Regions from separate parts of the Mus musculus genome. Here all the other regions are linked to region 7. The links are chromatin contacts, called in public Hi-C, HiCAR-type, HiChIP or PLAC-seq and promoter capture Hi-C maps. All regions are on one chromosome and are shown on one strand. Each heading gives the region's core, a stretch centred on a gene start, on an enhancer-like site or on the middle of the called end of the contact. The rest is flanking DNA. Distances are from core to core; before and after follow the strand shown.

Region 1 (3,347 bases), core at 155-2,654, 2.6 Mb before region 7:
GAATGTTATCGGAGATTGTTGGGGTTCAGGTAGCAGTGGGGTTTGGGAAATTCAAGTGGTCTTAGGGAACGAGAGAGGCAAGTAGTCTGACTACGTGGGGCTGAGCAGATAGATTGGAGCCTTCGGAGTCATGGGTCTGCCTTTTTCTAGTGTGGTGTCGCTGGAGCCTGAGTCTGGTAGGTCGCAGGGAGAGTTTGGAAGAGGTCACATTGTGCCTTACCAGGTCCCGAAGTCTCAGGATGAGAGTCTGACCTCCAGTACTAGCAGATCCTGGATTTGCTCTCTACTTCGATAGGTTACTGTTCCTACAGGACACAGGAAAAACAGTGTGTCCAACCTATATATAATGTACAGGTGACAGGTGAAATTACGGTCACAGTGTGTTATTTTGGCAAATCACCATTCTGAAGGACGGTTTCAGCTCAGAGGTACTCAAGGGGGATGGGGGGTGGGGCTGGCCAAATAGAACTTCCAAACATATCTAACATCTAGAAGGCAGATATCTTATTTCATTTTCAGGCAGTATTTTGTTCTTGACAAGGCTCCTGCTACCCCCTCTGAGAGCAGACTCAGAAAGCTACCCCCCTTTGGCCTGGGTTTCCTCACGTTTGGATAATAACTCCATTGTCTTAAGTTACATCATCACAGTGCCACCAGATCCTAGTCATCCATGTATAATCTACCTCGGGGCCTCAGTTTCTCCATCTGGAAAACTGTCTCTGGATTAAATAGAGTCTCGCCAGCTCCGGCAACCTTAAGCGTTAAATGTTTACATAGCTGGTTCCACTAGGTTGGCAGTGAACAGGGTTAAAGCCCCACTTCCTAGAAGGTGAAAAGGTAAGCAAACAGTCCGACCTCCCCTTAGCCTTGCTCAGGGATTGGTGCCCCGCCTGGTCCCAGCCGCCTATCCCGTCCGGATCCGTCATCTGGATTGCTAATACACTCATTAGCATAAAGAGTTTTTCCGAAGACCCGGCGCCGGAAAAGCTGAACCGGAGTCTCTGTCCCTTTAAAGAGAAGAGGGACAGCCACTCTCTCATTTTAGGGCATCTCCTCTGCATGGTCCTCTCGGTCAACTAGAGGTCGTGCGTTAGTCCAGCCTGCCTACCACCTCGATGGTGGACATCCATTCCTAGAGTGCACGGCGCGTGGGCCCCCAGGGACTGTGCTGACTGCTTTGGCTTCAAAGAGCCGCAGTCCCTGCTGGAGGGAGGCACGGCCTGCCAAGCCGCAGGACGCGGGCGCCCTAGGGCAGGACCCCGGAGCTGGCGCCCAGGCGGCCGCAGGAGGTGGCTCGTGCAGTCGTGAGGAGGTTCCTGGCTGCACGCGGGGGCGTGGCCTAGGAGGGGCGTGGCATTGGCGGAGGGGTGGGGCCTGCGGGAAGGGGCGGGGCCGCGGCGCTGGGCGGGTTCTGGCGGCCGAGTGTCACACACGCGGCGGCTCGGGAGGCGGCAGCAGAGGCAGCGGCAGAGCCAGGCGCCGCCGGGACGGGCAGGGGCGCGCGGGCTCCGCCAGGCGCCGGCCGCCTCCCTCATTCGTTCGCTTGTTTTCCGACCCGCAGTGGGGCCGGGCTCGCCCCCGTGCACTCGAGAAGCCCGCAGCTGGCCGCGGCTCGCACGGGGCAGGGGCGCGCTCCGCGAGGGTGGGGGCGCTGGGTGCGGGCGTGCGCGGCGGGGGGCGCCTGGCCTTCCGCTCTAGGCGGCCCGGGTCCCTATGAGACACGTCTGTGCGGGGCGCGAGATCCAAAGCTCGGTCGGCGCGCGGCAGGGGCGGAGGGCTGTGCAGCAGCGGCCGGAGCCAGGCGGCGGCCGGCAGGAGGCGGCGGCTGCGAGAACTTGAACTTGGCGACCGGTGCCCCGCACGCCCCCCACCGGGGCAGGGGCGTTGCGGGACTGGGCGACAGCGTTGTCCCCCGAATGGCCGCGGCGGCGGACCGGGCTCGCGCGCCGCGGCCCTAGGCGGCCCTTCGCCATGGCCAAGTGGCTGAACAAGTACTTCAGCTTGGGCAACAGCAAGACTAAGAGTCCGCCGCAGCCGCCGAGGCCGGACTACCGGGAGCAGCGGCGCCGGGGCGAGCGACGAGAGCAGCCCCCGCAGGCCGTGCCGCAGGCCTGCTCGGCGTCCTCGGCGTCCTGTGGGTCGGCCGCCGCCTGCTTCTCGGCCTCGTCGGGCTCTCTGCCCGACGACAGCGGCAGCACGAGTGACCTCATCCGCGCCTACCGCGCGCAGAAGGAGCGCGACTTCGAGGACCCGTACAACGGGCCGGGCTCGTCGCTGCGCAAACTGCGAGCTATGTGCCGCCTGGACTACTGCGGCGGCGGCGGCGGCGGGGACCCCGGCGGGGGCCAGCGCGCCTTCACGGCGGCAGCGGGAGCTGCGGGCTGCTGCTGCGCGGCGGCGGGAGCGGGCGCCGCCGCGTCCTCGTCCTCATCCTCCGGCTCCCCGCACCTCTACCGCAGCAGCAGCGAGCGGCGGCCGACGACGCCGGCGGAGGTGCGCTACATCTCCCCTAAGCACCGACTCATCAAAGTGGAGAGCGCGAGCGCTGCGGGGGACCCTCCGGGAGGCGTGTGCTCTGGCGGCCGTACCTGGAGCCCGACGACCTGCGGAGGCAAAAAACTGCTCAACAAGTGCTCCGCCGAGGAGACCGGAGCTGGTCAGAAAGATAAGGTAAGCTCCAAAGCTATTGGTGCGCTTGGGGAACTGAGGCACTGCCACGTTTCCCATCCCTTGCATCAACTTTGCTCTGGCATCCTGGGGTCTAGGCTACAGCGCTCATTTTGCCAGATGGTGATTAGACTCCGACTCTTTGGTTCCTGCTCCCCAAACGCACCCTTGCGGATCCCAGAGCCAGAGCGAGAGCACCCCGTCTAACTACCCAGAAGACAGACCCAGCCAGCCCTTCCGGCTCCCCCAGTAAAGTTAGCAGCGGCTGGCCTAAAAGAGCATTTACTCTCGTTTACCCCGGGGTCCCTGTAGTGGTCCCCCTCCCAGATGCAGATGGGAATTGAGGTCTAGAATGGGAAAGGGAATCTCCGGGTCGTAGATTTCCTTATTGGCTGTCCCAGAATATCTGTATGTGTGTAAATGCTTCTAAACGTCCCACTCTGCGTGCCAGGTTTCCGAAGCCAAGCGGCCTTTTGTACTAGAGCGATATTGGGAACCCCCATGCAGGCTTTTCCGGTGTTAAGGTTCGTCCTCCCAGAGAATTTACCCATCTGGCCTTTCCCACCCGCTCTCCCCAGCTCCGCAGGCAGTCTGCTAAAAAGAGACCCTTCTCTGCCCACTTCATTCTCTTTCCTGATTCCATCCCTGTAGTACCGTCTCGGGAATGAGAAGCCTTTGTG
Region 2 (3,806 bases), core at 520-3,019, 2.1 Mb before region 7:
TTAAAATAAAAACAAAGAGCTAGGCGGTGGTGGCACACGCCTTTGATCCCAGCACTCGGGAGGCAGAAGCATGCAGATTTCTGAGTTTGAGGCCAGCCTGGTCTACAAAGTGAGTTCCAGGACAGCCAGGGCTATACAGAGAAACCCTGTCTCAAAAAACAAAAACAAAAACAACAAAAAAAAGAATCAGTGCTTTATATTAAATCTTGTTAAACATATAAGTGTTCTCATTTTCATGACATTTATTAAATCATTAAAACAATTACCAAAATAACACATATTGGATGTATACTAGTATAAAACACAGAAACTATGGATAATAAAATTGTAGTAACCCATAATCTCACATCCCTTTAAGAGAGCCATTGCTAACATTCTGTTTCATCTCTTGGGTTTATCTCTGTGCATATGCACTTTTTCTTCTTTAACAGGGTCTTACTATATAATCCTGCTTGGTCTGTAACACATTGTGTAGACCAGGCTGGTCTCAAACTCAAACTCATAGTGGTCCATCTGCTTCTGCCTCCCAGTACTGGGATAAAATGTGTGAGCTACCACACCAGGTTCTATTTTTGTGTAATTATTATTCTACTGTATTCGGCTCTGTATGCTCTCTTAAAAAACATTTTGTAGTGGGAGTGGATGGTAGAAAAGGGAGAGAATGTCAGGAGCTAAAGGGTTAATCTGGAAAGGAAACTGGGATGAGGGAAAGGGGAGGGTATTGAGGGCATCCTCTTCCCCATTTTAACTGGTCAATAAAGGCTGAGGCCTGTAATTGGGCAGGGGAGGGGAGAGGTGGGAGGTCTTGGAGAGTAGGGACAGGTAGAGAGGAGAAGGGAAGGGGAGAGGACTGAAGAAGAGGAGGAGCAGAACCACGTGGCCAGGAGAAACTGCAAATAGCAAAGGGTCTCGCAGCTGGGGAATAAGTTAGCACAGTGCTAGAGCTGTCCAGTCTAGGTACATAGCTTATATTTATAACTGGATTGTGTGGTTTTTATATGGGTTTATTGGGGTTGGGAACTGGTGCAAACTAAGGATGGATGAAGCCCTAGGAAACCCTATTAGCTTGTGAACCAACTAAGAATTTTATACTATCCTTCACTTGGGAAAAGGGATTGCTTGCTTATTAATTGACTTAGTAGGGCTCATCCCTTGTGGCCTGTCCATTCTCACGCAGGCGTGAACTGAGCACAAGGACAGCTGAGCCCAAGCCAGGAGGTAGCTTTAGTCTACGGTTTGTTTGAATTCTTCCCAGGACTTTCCGAAACCATGGTGATAAGCCCAGTAAACACTTCCTCTTCCAAACTGCTTTGTTCAGTTTTATCAAAGTAACAGGAAAGCTATCTAGAACACATAATCTTGATTTTACTGCTCGGTGGTATACCGCAAGAGGCCAAGGCGGCAGCCGGGCCTTCCTCTTTCCCACCCGGTCCAGCAGACTCTTTTGCGGCATTGATAAGAGGGCTGAGCCCTGAAGTTTTAAGGTGGTGGCGACTGTAAACTTGATTCTGGAGTTGATGGCTTGGTGGGCACACGTCGGACTGAGTTCCGACCCTCCCGTTGCTATGCTGGACGTCTGGGCAACTGAGACGCGATGCGGGCGACGATCCACCCAACCACCATTAGACCGACGGCATTTCCTACTCATTGTGAAGCTCGCCATTCGTCTCACTCGGCTTCTTGGGGTTCCGTTTACATCTTTTCTCAAACCTACAAGTTAGAAGTAATCTCCAGCTCACAGCGAGAGGAAGTCACCTGTCCTTCAGACTCCAGGTCACAGTCAGCGCGAGCCAATGGAGGGACTCAGGGCTGGCAGTAGTCATTGCGATTGGCTCAAGTAGACGGAAAACACTAGCTTTCCTTATTCATGCTGAGTTCTGATTGGGCGTGACATAAAATAGCTTTTCTACAGGCCAAACCTGGTGTTGCTAAGTGATAAGTCCCGCCTTCAAAGATCTTTGAGAACAGTTTTACGGGCTGTAAGGCAAATTGTGATTGGTCAGAGCGCTCACGGATGCTGTGGTAGTAAACACAGCCGGGGTCCTGGGATGGCGGATTGGTCAGATTTTCAGAACGTCACTCCTACTGTGGCCCCGCCCTCCTGATGATTGGCCATTGGAGGCCTGTGGAGGCGGTGACATGGGTACCTCACATCCGTTTACTGTAGGCCTCCGCCGGGTCCTCAAAGAACCGCGCGAACGGGCTGAAGGAGCCGGGAGCGAGGGGCGGGGCGGGCGGAAGTCACAGCCGGGGAAGCCAGTCTGGACCTTCCCGCCTCCTTCCTCAGGGTCGGTCCGAGCGGAGGAGGGCCACCGCCTCCTCCTGCGAGGAGAAGGGGGGCGGAGCCCGGCTCAGGTGAGGCGACCCTATCAGCTAGAGTGGCCTGGGCGCGCGCGCGCGGGGCGCGCTCACGTGCAGGCGGTTGTGCACCGGGAGCGCGCCGAGGCATCGGGGAGCGCGCAGCCGTTCCGGGGCCGCCTGTCCACCCTGTCTTACTGCTGAGGGGTATTGTTACCCTTCGCCTCGGTGGGGCCAGGAGGGTGGTAGCTCAGTTCTTGTGCGCAGGCGTCCCCTGTGTCCCGACGCCCGGCTGTCGGTGCGGGGTGGGCAGGGACTAGTGCCCTGCAGATCTGCTGCTGGACATGGAGCCTCTCGGGATGCTGTGGGAACCCGCGCTCGGGATCTGCATCCTAGCGGGATGAGCCGAGGAGCGGCTGCCCTGCGGGATGGAGGCGAGTGGCTCTCTTGATCCTGCCCTGGGTCCTCCTGAGCGATGAGGTTTCGTTTCATCAGAGCAAGGCCATAAGCTGTCTGGATTCGGGAGCCAGCGGCCGACGACAGGGGTGGAGTCAGCGTTTGGGAATGCCCCAACTTGTTAGACAAAAGTGTTTAGTAGGCATTTATTGAATGGCCACTTCTTCCAGGCTTCGTGCGAGGAGCTGTGGGGTGCGGTGGTAAGAGACAGCGGTCCCATCTTCCCCTGGAGGACCGACTGCTTAGCACATAAACAACAGTAGAAATAAGGGAGCGGTTTAAGGGTTTCTGCTTTGTTTTGTTTTTCTAAAGTGCCACTTACTATGGTCAGTCTGCGTCCGAGCATCGTGGCGAACACTGTAGGAACCACATTTTGGTTATTTTTATTTTTGGAGGAAAATTTTTGGGTCAAAGACTCTTGATTACCTTAGTAGCGTGATCTGAGTCTAGGTAATTAAAATTAATAAAATTCGCAATTTTCAAGGACTGAAAGAAAAACATTTCCAAAATATGTTCTTGTACTGCTGAGTTGAATTTACATACATTTAGGTTTTTAGAGATTGAAGGGAATACTGTGCCTTACTCGTTCGTGATTTGTCTTTGTATGACATGTGTACTTTATATGGTTTTAAAAAGTGGACCGGGCACTTCGTTAGTTTGCTAGAGATTTTTGCTTTCATTTTCTGAAAAGTCTCGTGGTTGGCAGTAAGCTAAAGGCTTACTGGGTAGGGGAAAGGAGATGGGCAAAAGAGAGTGTTAAGAGAAAAGCTTGCAAGCTAAAGGAAGGCCACTTTAACCCTTCTGGAAATCTCAGCGAGCTTGGGAAGAGGAGAGACAGAGCTGGCCTCTGCTGCAGCCTTGGTGACCCGCCAGGTAAGGTCAATAGATCGAGGGCTCATTCTGGGCACTGGGGTTTTGCTAAGTAAATGGAAGTAGGACTTTGTGAGAAGTCTGTTTTCGGAAGATTTGCTTTTTTTTCCCCCTTCCCTAAAAGTTGGGTGAAAACAAAACTTTTTTTTTGTCTGCTGGGGTGCTGGCCGTTTTTTATTCTA
Region 3 (3,882 bases), core at 1,261-3,760, 2.5 Mb before region 7:
TGGGAAGGTCCCAAAGCTGAGCAATGACACAAACACACCTGGGTTAGAGGACGCTGTCCGAGGCCCCTGTGGAGGTAGAACAGTTTTAGGATACCAACAAAAGATAGACGGATAATGAATGGGGCTGGATATGGAAAGCTATCCTGATGATGAATTCTAGATTTAAAAACAGGTGGCTTTCATCTTTACAGATCTTCAAGAACAGTGAGTAAAGTCCCTGGAAGCTTCTGAGAAGAAGCTAGAGGCCTGCACTGTGGCCTGCAGCATGACAGGACCGCACTGGCTCCATCCAGACACGAGTGTTCTGGTGAGGAGGGAGGGACACTCTTCTGCGTCGGTTACATCCCTAACTGTATGTTTAATTCCAATCTTTCCCTTTATGTCCCCCCCCTACACACACACAGGAGAATAACCTTTCCATTCTAATCTGAAATTAATTATTTATGCTTATGAACACACTGGATACCTGCCTGGTTTCTTTGCTTTTTGAATAATACATTTGAATAGAAATTCACAGAAGCCAAGGCAAACATAATTTTGAGGTAAATGCCCTTTCCCCAATTGTTGCCTGGTTGTTCTAAACCATGAGATCCAAAAACCTGTCCCTTGTGCTTATGACAGGGGAGGGAGGTTTGCACTAACAGGCCCACTATCTGGCATTTACTGTCTTATTCCCTCCCACTGTTGAGGTGACTTCCTTCTCTGGCCCATATTCCATCAGATCACCCTGAGGCCCAGTTCAAACACCTCTTACCCCATGAATCTGTCCCTGGTTCCTTATTGTGGGGCACTGGGCTCTGCACAGACAGGCTGGTCTCCAGTCGAGCTGAGGTCTGAACCCCGGTGGTCATAGGATAGGGAAACTCTGGCGGGGTGTGGGCCTTTTTTCCCTTTTCCCACTTCCCCCGGGCCCCGTTTTTTTGTTCCCACACCTTCTCAAGGGGAAAGCCTCTCATACTTCTGCTTTTGTAGGCTTTGGGTCCATCAGACTCTGACCTCCCTTGGAGGTACCTGCTGCACAGCTGGCACCTCCTCAGGGAGCCATGACTGTACGTGTGGCAGAGGACACTAGCAGTGTGGCCCAACCCAAAATCAGGAACTTATTTTAAGACTTGAGGGTTGGGTGCTGGAGAGGTTGCTTGGTCACTCAGTTAAGAACATACACTGTGCCGGGCCGTTGGTGGCGCACACCTTTAATCTCAGCACTCGGGAGGCAGAGGCAGGTGGATTTCTGAGTTCGAGGCCAGCCTGGTCTACAGAGTGAGTTCCAGGACAGCCAGGGCTATACAGAGAAACTCTGTCTCGAAAATAACCAAACCAAACAAACAAACAAACAAAAAAAGGGGCTGGGGACTTAGCTCAGTGGTAGAGCGCTTGCCTAGCAAGCACAAGGCCCTGGGTTCGGTCCTCAGCTCTGGAAAAAAAAAGAAAAAGAAAAAGAAAAAGAAAAAGAAAAGAACATATACTCTTCTTGAGTCTGGCACCCACATGGGACAGTTCACAGCCTTTAATAATTCCAGGATCAAGAAATCTGAAGCCCTATTCTGGCCTCTCTGGGTACTTATACACATGTGCTAACAGTAGAATAAATCTATTTTCTTTTAAAAAAGAAATGTTTTGTAATTTTTTTTCCTCTTAGGAACTCATTGACTGGATCTCTAGGCAAACTTCCTTAAAGGAGGCTTTGAAATACCAAGATTGACACTCCCGTTTGCTGACGCTAGAAGGCGTGGCCTAGGAGGCGTGGTTTCCGACAGCTTCAGAAACCTGTAAACACTAAGCAGGCTGGGTCACCCACCTGGAACGGTGTGTAATGGTGAGATAATCCCAGTCCTAAGAGGCAAGCTGGTCGCACATTCAGGAGTCTGCTGAAGAGCCTGCCCACGAAGGCTGACTTTGTCCTTTCTGTCCACTGACATTTATCGCCTGTGGTTCTGCAAATCAGAACCATTGTTCAAATGTCACAACATGGAGGAACCCACTCATGGAAGAGACGAATAACTTGCCAAAAGTCACTCAAGGGATGTCACGGCTATAATTCTGACCCGGCTCTCCTAACTCACAGCAGGGTTCTCCTTCCAAGACTCCACAAACTGTGTGTGCATCTAAGGAAAAAGAGGCTAGCTGTATGACCTCATGTACAACTCAGGTGTCCTGTGAAGTGCGGTGACAAAGAGCTCTCCACCAAGCTTTGAGATCGCCTCATCAGAAGCTTTCGCGCCTCCACGCACGCGCTATCTACAGCCCTGGATCTCAACAGACTACACGCTAAATGACGCGCTTGCTGTTTTGTGGAACAACGAGGCCACCGTATAACTTCAGCTTAAGTCAGGGGGGCGGGGAGACTAGCGGCACCCCCACAGCCTGGCAAAAGGTGCGACAAGAGTCAGTACCGGACCGGACGCAGTACAAGGCAGCTATAGCGCTACCCAGACCCTGAGCGAGGCAGGGCCCTGGTCACGTGGCTCGACGACGTCCCGCCCCGCCCCGCCCCGCCCCTGCCTGGGTCGGACCAGTCTGCGCCTGCGCGGGCGCGGGCTCGCTCGCCAGCCGTCCTGCGGGCTTGCGCCCCGGGCCGTGGGTGAGTCCTGGGTGGGGTGCGGTGGGGAGCGGAGGCCGCTGTGCTGCCCTAGCTTCGGGCCAGAGAGAAGGGAGGCTTGAAGCAGGGTCGCGGGCTGCCGAGCTCCAGGTCCTGCGCTCTCCACGCGTCCGGGTCCCGGCAGCTGCGGCCCGGCTCCGGCCGAGGGCCCTGTGGTGCTGCGGCGCGCTCCGGCAGGGAGGCGCCCACAGCTCGGGAGATGCAGGCCCCGGGGGATCGCGGTGGCCCGTGGTTCCCTTTGTCTGCCACCCGCGGGATCGCGGCGGCCCGTGGTATCCGGTGGTGCTGGCCATTCCGCCCAGCGCCTCTCCGTCCTCCCCGAGTGGGCAGATGGAAGCCTGGAGAATGCTCGTTCCGAGGCACCATGTTTCATCACGCAGGAAAGAGTCTAAGGCGGGCGGGTGGGTGGGCGGGCGTCAATTGTTCCCTTCTGTGCGGATTGTTGTAGCTAGCTTAGGTAGAGGATGGCAGCGCCTCGGCCATGTTTACGACTTTTAGCTTAACCTTTGTCTTGGCCCCTACAGGCTGCCCAGCTGGTCCTAGTGCCCACCTTCTGGTTGTCAGTTTTTACCTGTTGTCTATTGAGCAGAATGAATTGTGTGTGGAGTTACCGTACCAAAATGGATCTCCGGCGCCTTTGCTTTGAAAGGATTTGAAGACTCGGATCCAGGGCACATGAGAAACCAGAGTCGTCACCCTTAGCGTTTCTTAGGGCGACATGACACTTCTGACAAGAATTGACTCTAGTCTCCTTTGTCAGATAGAAGCTAAGATAATGGGTTTTTTTGTCACAGCTGTTGCTTTGCATTTGCAGTGGTAAAATCCTGCTGTAACTAGCACTTGAACCCTGCCTGACCCTGGTTTTGTATGCTGACTCAGACCTGCTGACTAGTGGGAATTCACGTCTTTTAAGAATTACAGTCACCCTTTGCCCTGTTTTTGGTCAAAGACCTTTGTACTAAGGTCATATCTGGCTTTTGCATATCCCTGTGGGCTGAAAGTTACATTGAGTATTTAGAATTTACACTGTGCTTACATCACAGAAGTTTGACCCTTATTGGATCAAAGTGGATTTTGCTCCCTTGTGTTAGGTTCGGTGCCTTACAGCAAACTAGAGCAGTCGTAGTAAATACATTTTATAGTAAGTTGCAAAAGATTATCATTTGGAAGTATTTAAATAGGAACCAGTTTATCAGAGTTAAGTTAGTGATCTGAGTGTTGTTATAAAACATGCCATGTTTTAAAGTTTATATATATATATTTGGGGAGGGAGGTTGGGGGGC
Region 4 (3,341 bases), core at 46-2,545, 2.4 Mb before region 7:
TCGGGAGTCTGACTCCAGTTTATTTTTATTTATTTATTTATTACTTATTTAAACAGTAAAACTTTCAAAAGAAAAAAAAAAAGGTTTTCTTGTGACAACTATTACCACAAAGCTTAGGACACGGTTATATCTAAACTCCCTTGCAAAGTGCATGTTTTCTTGAAAAGCACCATGACCTCTTCCACAAGAGTGGGTTCTGTTGACTGAGAAAACATGCTCAGGAGAAGAGCCTAGGGAGGAAAGGTTTTTATAATCATAATAGCAAACTCTTTTTCAAATCCATGAGATCTCTCTTATAAGGATGGAGTCTATGGACTGGAAATGCTCAGGAAAAGGGGGATTCAGGTGAGAGCTAGCTCCACAGAATGGTAAAATTACCTGGTATTCAACAACCTCCATTCCAGCCTTCCAAGTGAATAGCTGTCAATTTCTTCCATTGAAGAAAAAGATCTGCATGTTTAACAATTCTGGTTTCTATAGGACTACCTGGAAGCACATGCCCTCCTACCCTCTACACAAAAGCCTACACAGCCTTTTTTTGAGGCTGCTAAGCTTGTATTGAGTTAGGAGGTTGAGGTTGAGGAAGAAGTTAGCCAACTTGACAATTCATCACCTGTTACCTAGCCGTGGCTCCTCTCCTTATCTGCCTACCTCGGAGTCTTACTCTCAGTCTTTCAATAGCACTAATTAACAACTTGGCTGGGGCACTTGTATTTCAGTTGTCCCTTATATCCAGGGATTAAATGGCTTGCCAGCATTTTACCAAATTTGCAGGAATTGTGATGCCCCTTCCCTAAAAAAAAAATCTATAAACTCGAGTTGGCAGCAAAGCATCAAGCAACTGATCTCAGTCAATGCCAAGGCCTTCAGTGCTGTTGGAGAACTGAATCAATTACTCATTGAAGATGCCGACAGAGAAACGCTGGTTTCACAGATAACCCCAAAGTCAGAAAACTGTAAGTTCTTAAGTTCTTGCACATTGTGGGTTTTGGATTTAACAGTTTCTCACATAGCTGTTAGTGTGCTCCCAAAGAAGTAGCTGGGAGAATTCCTGAGTTACCGATGTTCCCAAGCCACTGAAGAGATGAACTCAAGTAGGTGAAAAGGTGTGATGTGTGTGGGAGGAGGTGGGAGATTGTTACATTAGGTACCGTGAAGCTACAGACACAGGGCAGGGAGTAGCACCCATGGGATGAAGCGAGTATCTCCCAAGCTCAAGTCCAACTCAGAAAGCCCACAACCACCGGAAAGAGATGACCCTGGTGGGCGGGTAGCGGAAGCGGAAGTAGATACCGGAAGCTGCGATGGTGACGCCTGCCATGGCTGAAGTACTGTCCGCGGGACCGGAGTCGGTGGCGGGCTGCCGAGCACGGGCCGTGCACAAGGTGCTGAATCAGGTGGTTCTCCCCGGGGAGGAGCTGGTGCTGCCGGACCACGAGGACGTAGACGGCCTTGGCGGCGCCGGGGAGCAGCCGTTACGCCTGAATGCGGGTGCGCGCCCGAGGCTGCGCGTAGTGTGTGGCCCAGGTTTGCGACGCTGCGGGGACCGTCTGCTGGTCACCAAGTGTGGCCGCCTGCGTCACAAGGAGCCCAGCGGAGGCGGCGGCGGCGTTTACTGGGTGGACTCGCAGCAGAAGCGGGTGAGCGGATGTCGGAGAGGCGGCGCTGCCGCGAAAGTGGGCCCCCTGCAAGCGATCATAGGTTAAGGCGAATCTAGAGCCGCGGTGGCTTCTAGCCCCCTCTCTGCATCTTCTTTAGAGGAACCACAATAGGAACACATCCTGAGAAGGGTGACAGGAGAGAAAGGTTCCGTGAGATCTTGTCTTGAAAAACCCAAAGCCTCGGGGTTGCCATTTGGTGTCCCAGTTGCAATGAGTCCAAATAAATCACAGGGAATTAAAATTCCCATAGAATAATTAAGAGCTTTCACTTAGGAATAATGTCAAATGGAGTGGGTTTCCTTGAATGTAAAGATTCTTGTGCCACCAGACTTGTAAAGGATGCTGAGAAAACTTGAAACTTGATCAAGTGTGAATTAGACGTTCATAAAGTTGGACTGGTGCGGGCCGGTTTTGTAGTTGCAGCTACATGGGGAGTATGAGTTGGCTGGATAGGTTGAGACCCACCCTGATCAACCTAGATGAAAGTTTCAGAAGATATTTTGTAATGATATTTGTATTATTTATGACTGTTCTTTCATTCTGCTTTTAGTATGTACCTGTGAAAGGGGACCACGTGATTGGCATAGTGATCGCTAAATCTGGAGATATATTCAAAGTTGATGTTGGAGGGAGTGAGCCAGCGTCTTTGTCTTACCTGGCATTTGAAGGGGCAACTAAAAGAAACAGACCAAATGTGCAGGTAATAATGGGAGTCTTTGGTTTCAACAAGAAAAAATATCCACTCCCGAGAAAGTTAACTATCCAGAGGGCTACTTGAATTGTCTTCAAAGCATAAACCAGTTCTCCAAGACAGTTTATAAGAGTTTCTCAGGCGCTGCGGCTCCAGAAGTATTGCTGTATGTCATGTTTGCAGCCTTGGTTCTTTTCTACCGGGTTGAAGAGTTACATCTGCTATCCCCCTCCTTACCTGTCATGTCTGAATCCACCCCATGAGGAAAATGGCCCTAGTCTAAGGGCCATGGGCACTATTGGCTATCTGTTCATCATGGCTCTAAATCCTTGGAGCTGGAGCTGACAGAAGAGTAATCTTGTTTCTGTAGGTTTTCAGGTTGGGCTTTCTGGGTAGTTTAGCCATGTTCTTCCTGAACACCTGAGCCAGAAATGTGCTGGCCTCTCTGCTGCTTTTTCTTCAACTCTCAAGGGTCTTTAGTCACTCAATCTTATTTGTTCCTTCTCTTATCTTTTGTATGCCAACCCCTTTGTCTCACTTTTGACAGGAGCGGGCAACAATCTTATGAACTCATTAAAAAAAAAAATCTCATTAAAAAAAGGATTGTTCAAATCACACAGAGAGCATTGTACTCAGGGGTCTTTCCTCGTGGTTTCTGTTACTTCATGGAACCATATTTAAGCTTCACAGTGTAACTGGGCTTTGTTTCCTTCCCTTGGGTCTTTATTAATGGTGTTCCTGTTTGGAGCTGTGTCCTCAGCCCTAGGAGACATCACCTTTGAGGTCCAGGCTGACTGAGTTGATGACTGTCTCATCGTCACTTGTCCTGCATATTCACCACACACTGGGTTCATTCTCATTGCCCTGTGCAGGACCACATGCCCAGGAAGCCGGAAAAGGTGTAATGATTCCCGCTAGGTTTTGTAATCACCCACAACAGTGGGGACTTACAAGGCATTTTTAAAGTATGCACAGGAAAGTGTGCCTAC
Region 5 (3,611 bases), core at 84-2,583, 2.8 Mb after region 7:
TCCCTGAACTCACAGGTCTGGTGTGCTACATCAGGTTTACACACATCAACTCAGCAGGCACAGAAACAACCAAGGCACACATGAACATCACCCAAAGCCACCACCAACTGTGGGGATCTCGTATTCCGTTGGAAAGTGAGGTCCAGAGTGCTCCTGGGTATCAGAGGTTAACTCCTCCACGGTGCGGAATGGAAGAACCATAAATAAAGTGGCAAACCCAGTGAACTATGCCTCCTAAGCACTGGCTACTTCGGTGGTTCTAAAGTATGCTGCAGAGAAACACAGGCGCAGGTGTTTGGACGGTCAAAACCACTCTTTAAGCAATACAATGTTACATTTTCACCAATATACTTAAAAGTCTTCAGAAGCTACATGACCTGTCATACTGCAACAGGCTGAGTGTCTTCTAAGCAGAGATTTGCAGGAAGGTTAAAGAATGCCATTCTTAATAACAGTGTTTTGGAAACTACAGAATCGGTCTATCTGAATTAAGTATATTAAGTGTCTATACGCTGTATTTATACACTGCAAAAATCAATAGGTACAATCTATATAACAAAGGTTCTTTAGGCGCGCTGCCGGTCCTAAATGCAAAAGTTCGGCAACTTCTGCTGGGAGGCTGTCATGCGTGCTGCAGGGAGATCTGCGGTTCTAGTGCACTGGGCTGGCCAGAGTGGTACAGTCCCGTTCTCCTTGGGTTTCTCAATCAATCACCTTGGACTCTATGCCCTTCCACTGAGGGGGCTCTTACCCTCACCCCGCCTGCCTTCGCCCCGTGCTGGGGACTCCAATCTGCCGGGCACAATCGTTCCTTTCTATCCCGTGGGCTGGGCCTGGCACAATGACACCCCGGCGGTGCGGCCCTCACACCAAGGCGAGAACTCCCGGGGCGCCGAGTAGAGCCACTCCCAGTCCAGAGCGACGCAGGCTGGGGAGCGAGTAGAGAGGTCACCCCAGGAGCCAGCTCCACCGCCTCCCCGCAGCTCTCCCCGTGTCCTCGGGTCTGCACCCGTGGGAAAGGCCTGCACGGACGCCCCGGGGCCGCGTGGTACTCACCGCTCACAGTGCAGTTCCCGGAGCACACAGGCGGGTGCTAGCAATGTCCCAGGCCGACTCCGCGCTCCTCCCACTGAGCGGTCCTCCGGACGCTCCGGCAGCGAGGCGGGACCGGTGGAGAGCGGGCCGGAACCAGCTGCTGCGGGAGAGGGGCGGGGCCCGGGCCTCACTCCGCCCCCCGAGGGGCGGAGCCTGGGCACCTCCTCCCTCTAGAAGCTGCAAGCGATGGCTGAAGCTTGCAGTCTAGTCCGGGTGCGCCCTCCCTTCGGAACCTTCCGATCTTGGCAGATGGGCGGAGTCTAGGGCCTATTCCGCCCCAAGGCCCAGATCTGACTTGAGGTTGCGGCCAAGGGGCAGAGCTTGGGAACACCTCTTCTTTCCAGAGCCTGAAGGCAGACCATACCGAGGGACGAGTCCCAGGCCCCTACATGGCCAGGTTTAGGGGCTGGGCACCGTCCCACCCCTAGAACAAGAGACTCGTGGCCACGGACGGGGGCGGAGCCTAGGACCTGCTCCACCCCTCTGTACCTCCTAGGCCCGAAGGCCCGAAGCTGAAGGCTATTGATCTTCGTGGCTCCTCCCCATAGGCGGGAGAAACTGGGCCCCGAGGCTGCATCTAGCTTTGCTAGTGGCTCAGTCCCAGGAAGTGTAGAGCCGATTTCTAGGCTTTTCCTCTTTTGGAGCGTGGAGAAGGCTGACTGTCCCTCACGAGGGGCAGAGTGTGACATGTAACTGCCTGACTAACGTAGGGAGCCTTAGGATTTCTGTTGCTGCGATGAAACGCCATGACCAAAAAGCAAGCTGAGGAGAAAGGGGTTTATTTGGCTTACACTTCCAATTCACTGGAGGAAGTCAGGACAGGAACACAAGCAGGGCTAGAACCTGGAAGCAAGCACTGATGCAGAGGCCGTGGGGGTGATGCTTAATGCCTTGCTTCCATGCCTTGCTCAGCCTGCTTTATCATAGAACTCAGGACTACCAGCCTAGGTGAGACCACTCACCATGGGCTGGGCCCTCTCCCATTGAGAAAATGGTGAGAAAATGCCTTACAGCTGGATCTCATGGAGGCATTTTCTCAACTGAGACTCCTTCCTCTCTGATGACTAATTTGTGTCAAGTTGGCACACAAAACGCCACCTTTCTTTTAAATGCTGGGTGGTAAGTACGTTTTCTGAGTGCCTCTTCCAGTGTCCCCCACCTCCTCCACCTTGCCCTTCACTTCCTATTCCTACCCCAACTACTGTTTTGTTTTAGATTTCTTCCCGAGGGTTTAGTTGTTTGGGGTTTTTGGTTTGATTTTTGAGTCAGATACTCATGGGCCCCAGGCAGGCTTAGAGCTCATTGTTTGGTGGAACTCCCCAGACCTTGGACTCCCTACATCTACCTTTAAAGTGCCGGGACTGCAGGTTCTGTCCCACCACACCCAGCTCTTATAAAAGGCAGTTTCTCCGTTATTACTAGCTCAAAGCACAGGAAGTATACATCAGGAGCACACTTCAACATGTCTGTAGCTTACACAGAATGCAAACTTTCTATATATAAAACTTGGTTTTAGCCTACAGCAACCCATTAATTACAGCACATGCTGTCCACCGATCTAAAGTCTGAGCTGTGAGACTGAGTGGGGGTTCCGTCCATGCTTAGCAGTTTAGCCTCTCAAGTCAATGTGAATTTGGAAACATGATTGATTAGCTCTAGATGAAAGGATGTAAGGTTTTGCTGCCCAGATCATTTGGAAATTCAGTGTAGGCTTCTACATTGAGTTAACACGAACGAGCATCATATAGGGAGAATGACTAGTAACTAGTATGTCAAGCACTTGGCTAGCGATGGGTTTTGCTGCTCTAGGTTGCTCCCTTAGTGTTGAAGGCCCTGAGTTCCAGGAACTCATCACAGGGTGGATTTGAGTTCCAAGCTGTCCAAGCCTAAGGCTGGTTATTCCAGGTACTCAGGGCAGAGGTGTATTGCTCTTGCTTCCTTCTGCTCTGCAGCAGGTAGAGTTATAACTCCTGATCTTTGGCTGAGACCAAGCTTTACAGTCTCTGCTTTTTGTTCTTCAGAGCCCCTGCCTGTCTTTACACTTTTGCTATTCCTATATAGTCATAGTTTCTTGCATTTTCTTTGGAAACCCTTTAACCACTCCCTAGTGTTATAGTTCAGAGCTCTTGAAGGGCTCGGGAACTCTTAGCTGCCTTCTGTGTTGTTGCTCTGAGCTTTGGCCGTTGGGGTCTCTTAGATCTTGATGACTCTGGAATGCTTCAGCTACCTCATCATTGCCAATGCCAGTGCTGCTGTCTGTGCCATCAGATATGGAAGTCGCATTTTCCTCCATACAACCTGCCTAGCTTGATTAAGACTGTAGACAAAGAGATTATTTGTTAGGTGTTGTGCTAGGCCTAATATTGCAATCCCAGAAGAAGTCTCGAAGATTAAAAAAACAATTAGGGGAAACAGTCTTCTCACATAGCCGGAAGGGGACTATGACATACTTGTGTATGGACTGTAATTCCACCAACCACAGCCCCTGCATGTGCATAGTTCTACCTTACCAATCA
Region 6 (3,408 bases), core at 601-3,100, 2.2 Mb after region 7:
ATTAAAAAAGAATATGGGCTGGAGAGATGGTTCAGTGGTTAAGAGCACTGACTGCTGCTCTTCCAGAGGTCCTGAGTTCAATTCCAGCAACCACATGGTGGCTCACAACCATCTGTAGATGGGATCTGATGCCCTCTTCTTGTGTATCTGAGGACCGTGACAGTGTATTCATATAAATAAAATAAATCTTAAAAAGTATTAAAAAAATAAAAACCCAAAGAAAAACATTAGCCTTAAAAAGGATCTTTTGACTTGTGCCACATTGTAGATGAAACTTGACACCTAGCTAAGTGAAAGAAAATGATTACAAAAACCAACACTACATGATTTCACTTAAATGGTATTTCCAGATTGGTTAAACCCATGGAAGCTAAGAGCAGAATAGTGGGGCTTTAGGGTGACAAAAATTAGTAGTTGTTTGATTCATAGAGAAACTGAAAAAATTTTGGTGCGTAGTCCCCTAGCAATGTGAACCCCAGTGAATGTCTTAAGTGCCTGCCACGCCCTTGACCGTGCATTGTTCCAAACAACCTTGCTTTTCTGGTCAGTGCACTGCAGACAATGGAATAGACCTAATACAGTGGCTAGGAAAACTCTGCTCAATTCTGCACAAATGACCCAGTTTAATTTTTAGCTGTACGAGACACAATGGAGACTGCGTAGAAGTCTTGGCTAAGAGGCCTAATCCTGAGGGAAAACGCAAACTGTCGGGTCACCAGATCTGCCTTGATGTCTTAGGCAGTTATGGACCACGTTCTCAGCCTTGAGGTTTGTACAGCTTGAGATTCCTCCTCCCTTCCTGCTCTGATCCTAACATACACCCGCATCTTCTTTGTCAACAAAAGCACGGCTTTCCCTTGCTCTCAGGGACATCCTCCCATCCTGTCTTGTCATCTCCATCAGACAGTGGAGCCTGCTTTTTCAAGAAAACAATAGTAACCCATTTGATCAAGAAACAAAAGAGCTCTTAGCTGAGAGTGGGGACGAAGACCTGTCATCCCAGTATTTCAGAGGTAGACGCAGGGGATCTTGAGTTTGTGATTAGTCTAGGGCACAGTGAAACCTTGTCTAAACAACCCCCCCACCCCCAAAAAAGGGGGCCTCCGTAAGGTTCAGTTTCGACTGCGTTTCAGATTCTACACTCTGATTTTACTCACGAGATAGGAATTCTTTCATCTGCCAAGAAGTCTTTAGTGATTTACAATACAAGACTTTCAGGGAACGTCCTGGAATTGCTATAAAAATCAGTACACATATGTCATCCCAACCTCCTGCTGATTGCCCTCAGTTCATTTAGAGAAGACATCATAAAAAAAAAATCTTAGCAGGGTTCCTCTGTCTCTCTCTTCAGTCTTTTTTCTCCTTATAGAGAGAAAGAAAAGTGTAATTTTAACGTGGGTGGTAAGGCACTCCAGCCTGTAGTTTAAACGATGGCTTCAAAGCTGTGTTTGGTAGCTCACATCTGCAATCCCAGCACTGGGGGAATCTAAGGAGATTCTCGCGAGTTCAAGACCAATTTGGGCTACAGAACGAATTTCTCTCACTACCTCCAACCTCGTTCTTTCCCTTTCAAAGATGGCTTTAACTTATAGCAAGCTTCCTGAGGAGGAAGTGCTAAAAGGCGACATGGCTGCGTAGATGAGCCACAGAAGACTGCTGTCTGAAATCTCTCCGGATTCAGACAACCGGGAGGCTGCGAGCAAAGGAGCTATCCTCACGGGGGACAACTAGCGGCTAGCGCCACTGTTCTACCTGGGTATCGGGCGAGAAAACGTTCCAGCCAATTCTCGAAAAGATACTGGAATCATCACCGGTTGCTAGGCAGCCGTTTGTGACGTCATCTCTCAGCACCGGAAGCGGCGAGGCGCAGTAGAGCAGCGTGAAGTTTGTGGGTGTCCACAGTCGAGGTAAGTTAATGGTCCGCCTGCCTTCGTAGTTTGCTGGGTTAGAAGCGGGCAGGGGCATTTGGCCCGGGCTGCTAACTCGGAGCGGTGACCTTGAGGGTGGAGTTCGAGGTTTCTTTCTTCTGGGCGGATTAGGCTCCACCCCTTGGTCTTGCTCAGGTGGGCGTGTTTCAGAGTTTTGTTTCCGCCGCATTGTTCCGGCCTCCCACCCTCCCCGCCCCCCATCCCCACCCGGCTCCTGTACCTAGTTGGCTGCCAGATCAGCATGAAAAGATTTAGAGATAAGAGTGGACAAAGTCCATGCAGCGGGGCTGTTCAGCCTGACAGGAAAGTGTTTCTGCCAGAAACGCCTTCCAAGAGTAACTCGAGGTGCACTAGCAGTGTCCCCAGCGGGCCTTAAGAATGCCGGAAGCAGTGTAAGGTCTTTCTCTTTACAATGCAGAGATTCAACAAAGCAGGGGTTTTTGAAATGACACCAATTTGGAATTGCTGGGTAATTACTTTTGAGAAATCGACATATATTGGGGATTTCGTAAGAGGCCCTTCCTCCCCACTTAATTTTAGAGGTCTCCTGTAGCCCAGCTGGCCTCCTCAAATTTCTGATCCTCTTGTCCCTACCTCCCAGTGATGGGATACAGGCGTTTGCCACTGGGCTTGGACAATTTTTTTTCTTCTTCAAGATGGGTAACAGTATGTAGGGTAGTCTAACCTCAAACTTCTGGATATCCTGTATTAGCCAGGAGCCATGCTGCATTCTTGAAAGATGGTATGTGCAGGTAAAGGTGCCTGCATGTATGTCTGGGGAGGGAAGAGTGAGGATGTTGGCCAGTGGAGCCAGTCTGTGAAATACTTAGCCTAATTCCTCTGAGAAATTAGAAGCTGAGAGTCTTAAGTTCAAGTCTGTGTTGGACATTAGTCCACACTCACTTGTGCTTATGCAACTTTAAGTTTAATTGGAAATTCAGTTCCTTACTTGTGTTAATGGCCCTTCAAAAGCTCAGTTATCAGTGTGGCTTGAAGGTTTACTACATTTCCATTGTTGAAGAAAATTCTTGTGCTAACAGCGCTTCAAGATAGATTTCTGGCCTCATGTCACTTGCCCTGTCATTTGGGTTTCCTAACGTCATTGTTTGTATATGCTAGGCCCAGGGCGTGGCACTAATAGGAACTGTGGCCTTGTTGGAGTAGGTGTGTCACTGTGGGTGTGGACTTTAAGACCCTTGTCCTAGTTGCATGGAAGCCAGTCTTCTCCTAGCTGCCTTCAGAACAAGAGGTGGAACTCTCAGCTCCTCCAGCCCTATGTCTGCCTGAACACTGCCATGTTCCCACCTTGATAATAGTGGACTGAACCTCTGAACCTGTAAGCCAGCCCTAATTAAATGTTGTCCTTATATGAGTTGCCTTGGTCATGGTGTCTCTTCATAGCAATGGAAACCCTAACTAAGACACCTAGGACTCAAAAATAGCTAGGTGGGGTCTGGTGAGATGGCTCAGCAGTTAAGAG
Region 7 (3,609 bases), core at 1,033-3,532:
AGTGGCCACGTGCCATCCTTTAGCCTTTTTGAGGTGTAGCCAACCCTTGTAAAACAGGGAGAACCAGAGTCTTTCTAACAATGTCCTGGCAGCCAGAGCTGAGGCCTGCCTTTCTGCCCCTGACTACCTCACAGTAGTAAAGTGTACAAGGCGTCCTGGCAGGAGTGAGGGCTGTGACAGTTAAGGGGGCCCCAGATAGGCAGGGAGAGTGACCTTAGCTCCTGCCTGCTGCAGGTGGCTAGGTTGACTCATGGTACTGAAAGCCACCTCACTCTGACAAAGAGAAGGCACTATAAAGGCGGGTACTCCCCCATCTCCCCACACCAGCATGTCACGCCTGTGGGGGAGCCTAGAGTTGGGGGAGGCAGAGAAGAAAGATCATCTGGAGGAGGGCAGCCATTTTCGGAAACGGCATTAAAAGCAGTCTGAGAGGGAGATGGGTGGTCTGCCATCTTTGCCTCAGCCCACACTTTCTCTCCCCCAGGACAGGAAGAAACCTAGAACAGCAGCAACAGGGTGCCCAGGGAACTCCAGCGGCTTCCAGGCAGAGGGCAGTGACCCAGCTTACCAGCCCACCCACCGTTTGTAGTCCTTCAATATCTCTTCCCCACCACAGCCAGCTTCCTCTCCGGCACCCACCTGCTAGCTGCTCTAGACCCATAATTCTCTTGCCTCTACAGACACAGGGCAAACTCTCAGGACCTGCCTCCTTTCCCTCCTTCTTTCCACCCTCCTTCCCTCTCCCTCCCCACAAGCCACGTGGTAGGATGACAAAGGAGCCCCAAGGCATGGCTCTGCCTTTGATGAAGAATGAGTATGTCAAGGTAGAGCTAGGGATGAAAGAAAAAATGAGGACAGATAGCAAGAGGGACCATCAAGTACAGGGAGGAGACAGGGTCTGACGGACAGGGATGAGAGATGACAAAAGGAAAAGGCTGAAGTGGACCACACGTTACTGATGGGTTGGGAGGGAGAACCTAAGAGCTGAAATATTGGAGATATTCGTGGAAACATGAGTTTGAGAGAGAGATGAATGACATGGGGTACAATTCATTCAAAAGTACAGGTGAGGTCAAGGGGACTCATGCACATACCGGGGGGAGATGAGGATGACAGGGAGGAAGGAAGGAGGCAATGCAGGGAATGGCTGATGTGGAGAATCTGACTTGGCATGGGTATGAGCGCCCTTCTCAGGAGGGACTTACCGAAACTTTACAAACCCATTCAGCGTCCACGCTCGAAGTTTTAAGGGCTCCAGCTGAATTTTAAACATCAAGCTGGCTAAGAAGTCTTCTCCCCAGAAGTGTGGGAAGCTCCGGAAAGCTCCTCGAGCCTGCAGTGGGGGTGCTGCTGGGGGTGGGCAGGACAGCACTGTGCGCTTAAACATGCCCAGCCAAGCCCCTCACCTCTGATCGCTCCACCGGAGCCTGCTTGGGACGCTGTAGCTCTGGAAGCCACCTCCTCAGATTCCCAGAGGCCGTGACCCAGCAAGGCCTGTATCGTGCCCAGGGAGCTGGACCCGGTCCCCAGGTGTAGAGTGCAGAGAGAGGATCCAGTGGCCACCTGCTCTCAGGTGCAGCAGTGTCTGGCTGAATGATGTGAGCGCCTGTTCGGCTGTGTGACAGTGAGGCTGGCAGTGACAGTGTGTAGTTGTTGAGTGGCAGCGTGTGTACCTGTGACAGGTGTGATAGTGAGGGCCTGAGAGTCAGTGAGCTCCTCTCGCCTCTCTGGGGAGGACCCAAGCCCAATCCCCAAGAACCTACTCAATGAAGTCACTGACGGGGAGTCTCCTCCCCCGCAGATGGGCGGGGAGGGGCGGGGCAGAGCCGAGCCTGGCCCGGACAAAAGGCGCGGCAGGGAGAGGAAGGAAGGGGGTTCGCGCGGGGGAGGGGGGTCGGTGATGTCACCCCAGCTGGCTGGCTGGCCTGCTCAGAAACGCCTCCGCCCGGCGCAACCCAATCCGACCCGACCCAACCCGACCCTTGTCGCAGATACCCAGCACCTGGCAGACCCCGAGCTCCCAGGCCCCTCACCCCTACGACAGAGGAGACTATGGGCCCACGGTGTCCCAACCCCCCATACCAGGACCTCTCTTCTCGACGCCCCACTCCCGGGACCCCCGAGTCCTCGCTCAGCGCCCTCACCGGTGAGGAGCTGCGGGCGCCGCCGCGGTCCTTCTATCAGCCGCTGCCCCCTCCCCCGGCTCCGGCTCCGCCGCCTCCACTCGGGACAGGAGTCGCCTGCCCGCCGGCCGCAGACAGCGGGACCGGGAGCCCGCCCCCACGGCTCCGCCTCCGCGCTTCCCATTGCCCGGTCTATCCGTCACTCAGCTCAGACTCTTCTGTGATTGGATACCTCTCAACGAGCGTCCGGGTGATAGCCACCTCTTCTCCGCCCCTGTCACCCGGCCACACGCGCACACATTCCGGGCAGTGATTGGTGTGGGTGTGATTGGTGCCCTCTGGGATCAATCAACCACACCTCTTCTCCATCTCGTCGTGTTATTGGTGAAAAGAACATAGGGAGGCAACTCCAGGCGCCCTTTGATTTTATTGGCTGGTCCCTGTGATTTCGACCCAAGCCAGTGTGGGCAACTATATTAGTCCAGTCTCCAGTATGAGAAGGTGAGACATTCTAGCCACCGCCTGAGTCCAGGGAGAACCTTCTGGAACGAGTGCAACCTCAAAGACAACCTATTAGGAAAGCTGCACTCATCAGTTGTTGGTGACACCAGGCATTCTTTCGAGTCGAAGGAGAGGCAAAGGCTCTGGATCAGTATCCAAAGCTCATCCCTTCTTACTCGTCTTCTATCAGATTGTGATCCAACTTGACCTGGCCTGGTTTAGCTTTCCCTTGTCTTGACCTGGGATTGACCTGCCATGGTTTAACTGTAACACAAAACAGAGCCGGATAGAGCTGAGATTCTAAGTGCCCCTGTGATTATCCTCTGCGCTAGTAACTGGTAACACCTTCCTGAGTCTCTGTCCAGATGCCCTCCATCTTCAGTCCTTTCACAGCGGCTCGCTTAGGAGCAGTGGCTTCTCAGCCACTTGGAGTCCACAGTGTCCAGTTCAACCTCGTTATAAACTAACCTTCCATCTTCTCCTCGCTGCCCGCCCCCCCCCCCCGTCCTTTTTCTTACCCCCTGTGATACCTGGTCTTCCCTCACACCAAATTTCTGCCCTGTTCTGTATCTTTTTACTTCCCCCTCCATCTCCCGCCTTTTGTCTTAATTCTTAATTCAATTCCCTGCTTCCATAGTCTGCAATCTCATAGCTCATAGTTCCCCCTTTAATCTTTTACCTCAGCTTTTCATGATCCTCTTTCTTAGCACCCTCATGCACTGTCATCTCTGGCCCCCCAGCCCCCTAGTAAATCATTAAATCTCAGCCCCAGTGTCCCCGATACTCGGAGCAGGCGGGCCTGCGGAGGCGGTCGCCAGCGGAAGCCGCCGCTCCAGCAGACACCGAGCTTGGCGCCCACGTTACTGTCTCCCAGGCCCATCTGTGCTGGAGGGAGCGGGGGGGGGGGGTGGATGGGGGTAATCTGGGGGTGAAGAGGGGGAGGGGGTTCTTGGGAGATTTGGTGACAAAGGCTTGAGAAAATTCT

The links. Promoter capture Hi-C pulls out the DNA fragments that hold promoters and counts their contacts. A called contact is a pair of places that touch in the nucleus more often than the background predicts. HiCAR-type assays count read pairs that join an accessible place to other places. HiChIP or PLAC-seq counts read pairs in DNA pulled down with a chosen protein or histone mark. Capture Hi-C pulls out chosen DNA fragments and counts their contacts.
Region 1: a promoter capture Hi-C map of adipose tissue shows a contact between it and region 7, with 4 times the contacts expected there. The contact joins the promoter of Shb here to the promoter of Dnajb5 in region 7. A contact is called at or near these places in 1 of 484 Hi-C or Micro-C datasets (embryonic stem cells) and 2 of 9 other capture datasets (adipose tissue and liver).
Region 2: a contact with region 7 is called in a promoter capture Hi-C map of adipose tissue, with 2.7 times the contacts expected there. The contact joins the promoter of 1700055D18Rik here to the promoter of Dnajb5 in region 7. A contact is called at or near these places in 2 of 39 promoter capture datasets (liver and neutrophils), 1 of 484 Hi-C or Micro-C datasets (CD4 T cells) and 2 of 9 other capture datasets (adipose tissue and liver).
Region 3: a contact with region 7 is called in a HiCAR-type map of astrocytes, with 2.9 times the contacts expected there. The contact joins the promoter of Slc25a51 here to the promoter of Dnajb5 in region 7. A contact is called at or near these places in 3 of 484 Hi-C or Micro-C datasets (CD4 T cells, CD8 T cells and regulatory T cells) and 1 of 115 datasets of contacts at active chromatin or transcription factors (astrocytes).
Region 4: a promoter capture Hi-C map of liver shows a contact between it and region 7, with 5 times the contacts expected there. The contact joins the promoter of Exosc3 here to the promoter of Dnajb5 in region 7. A contact is called at or near these places in 3 of 39 promoter capture datasets (liver and pre-B cells).
Region 5: a contact with region 7 is called in a Hi-C map of B cells, with 7 read pairs. The contact joins the promoter of Aco1 here to the promoter of Dnajb5 in region 7. A contact is called at or near these places in 1 of 39 promoter capture datasets (pre-B cells), 2 of 484 Hi-C or Micro-C datasets (B cells and CD4 T cells), 1 of 115 datasets of contacts at active chromatin or transcription factors (thymic regulatory T cells) and 1 of 9 other capture datasets (liver).
Region 6: an H3K27ac HiChIP or PLAC-seq map of double positive thymocytes shows a contact between it and region 7, with 7 times the contacts expected there. The contact joins the promoter of Aptx here to the promoter of Dnajb5 in region 7. A contact is called at or near these places in 1 of 39 promoter capture datasets (pre-B cells) and 1 of 115 datasets of contacts at active chromatin or transcription factors (double positive thymocytes).

Annotation. Positions count from the first base shown.
Region 1 is chr4:45,528,885-45,532,231 of GRCm38.p6, reverse strand. It overlaps Shb (src homology 2 domain-containing transforming protein B), which reads left to right and starts at 1,404. Exons shown (of 6, transcript NM_001033306.1): 1 at 1,404-2,670. The coding sequence starts at 1,972.
Region 2 is chr4:45,010,773-45,014,578 of GRCm38.p6, reverse strand. 1700055D18Rik (RIKEN cDNA 1700055D18 gene) reads right to left here and starts at 1,769. Exons shown (of 1, transcript NR_166789.1): 1 at 228-1,769. It overlaps Zbtb5 (zinc finger and BTB domain containing 5), which reads left to right and starts at 2,167. Exons shown (of 2, transcript NM_173399.3): 1 at 2,167-2,355.
Region 3 is chr4:45,407,394-45,411,275 of GRCm38.p6, reverse strand. It overlaps Slc25a51 (solute carrier family 25, member 51), which reads left to right and starts at 2,510. Exons shown (of 3, transcript NM_001009949.3): 1 at 2,510-2,581. It overlaps Gm46852 (a long non-coding RNA gene), which reads right to left and starts at 1,886. Exons shown (of 3, transcript XR_001784277.2): 1 at 1,799-1,886.
Region 4 is chr4:45,318,570-45,321,910 of GRCm38.p6, reverse strand. It overlaps Exosc3 (exosome component 3), which reads left to right and starts at 1,295. Exons shown (of 4, transcript NM_025513.4): 1 at 1,295-1,640; 2 at 2,212-2,361. The coding sequence starts at 1,320.
Region 5 is chr4:40,140,987-40,144,597 of GRCm38.p6, reverse strand. It overlaps Aco1 (aconitase 1), which reads right to left and starts at 1,333. Exons shown (of 21, transcript NM_007386.2): 1 at 1,057-1,333.
Region 6 is chr4:40,701,636-40,705,043 of GRCm38.p6, reverse strand. Aptx (aprataxin) reads left to right here and starts at 1,850. Exons shown (of 8, transcript NM_001025444.3): 1 at 1,850-1,907.
Region 7 is chr4:42,948,540-42,952,148 of GRCm38.p6, reverse strand. It overlaps Dnajb5 (DnaJ heat shock protein family (Hsp40) member B5), which reads right to left and starts at 2,282. Exons shown (of 5, transcript NM_001355438.1): 1 at 2,145-2,282; 2 at 1,206-1,673. The coding sequence starts at 1,387.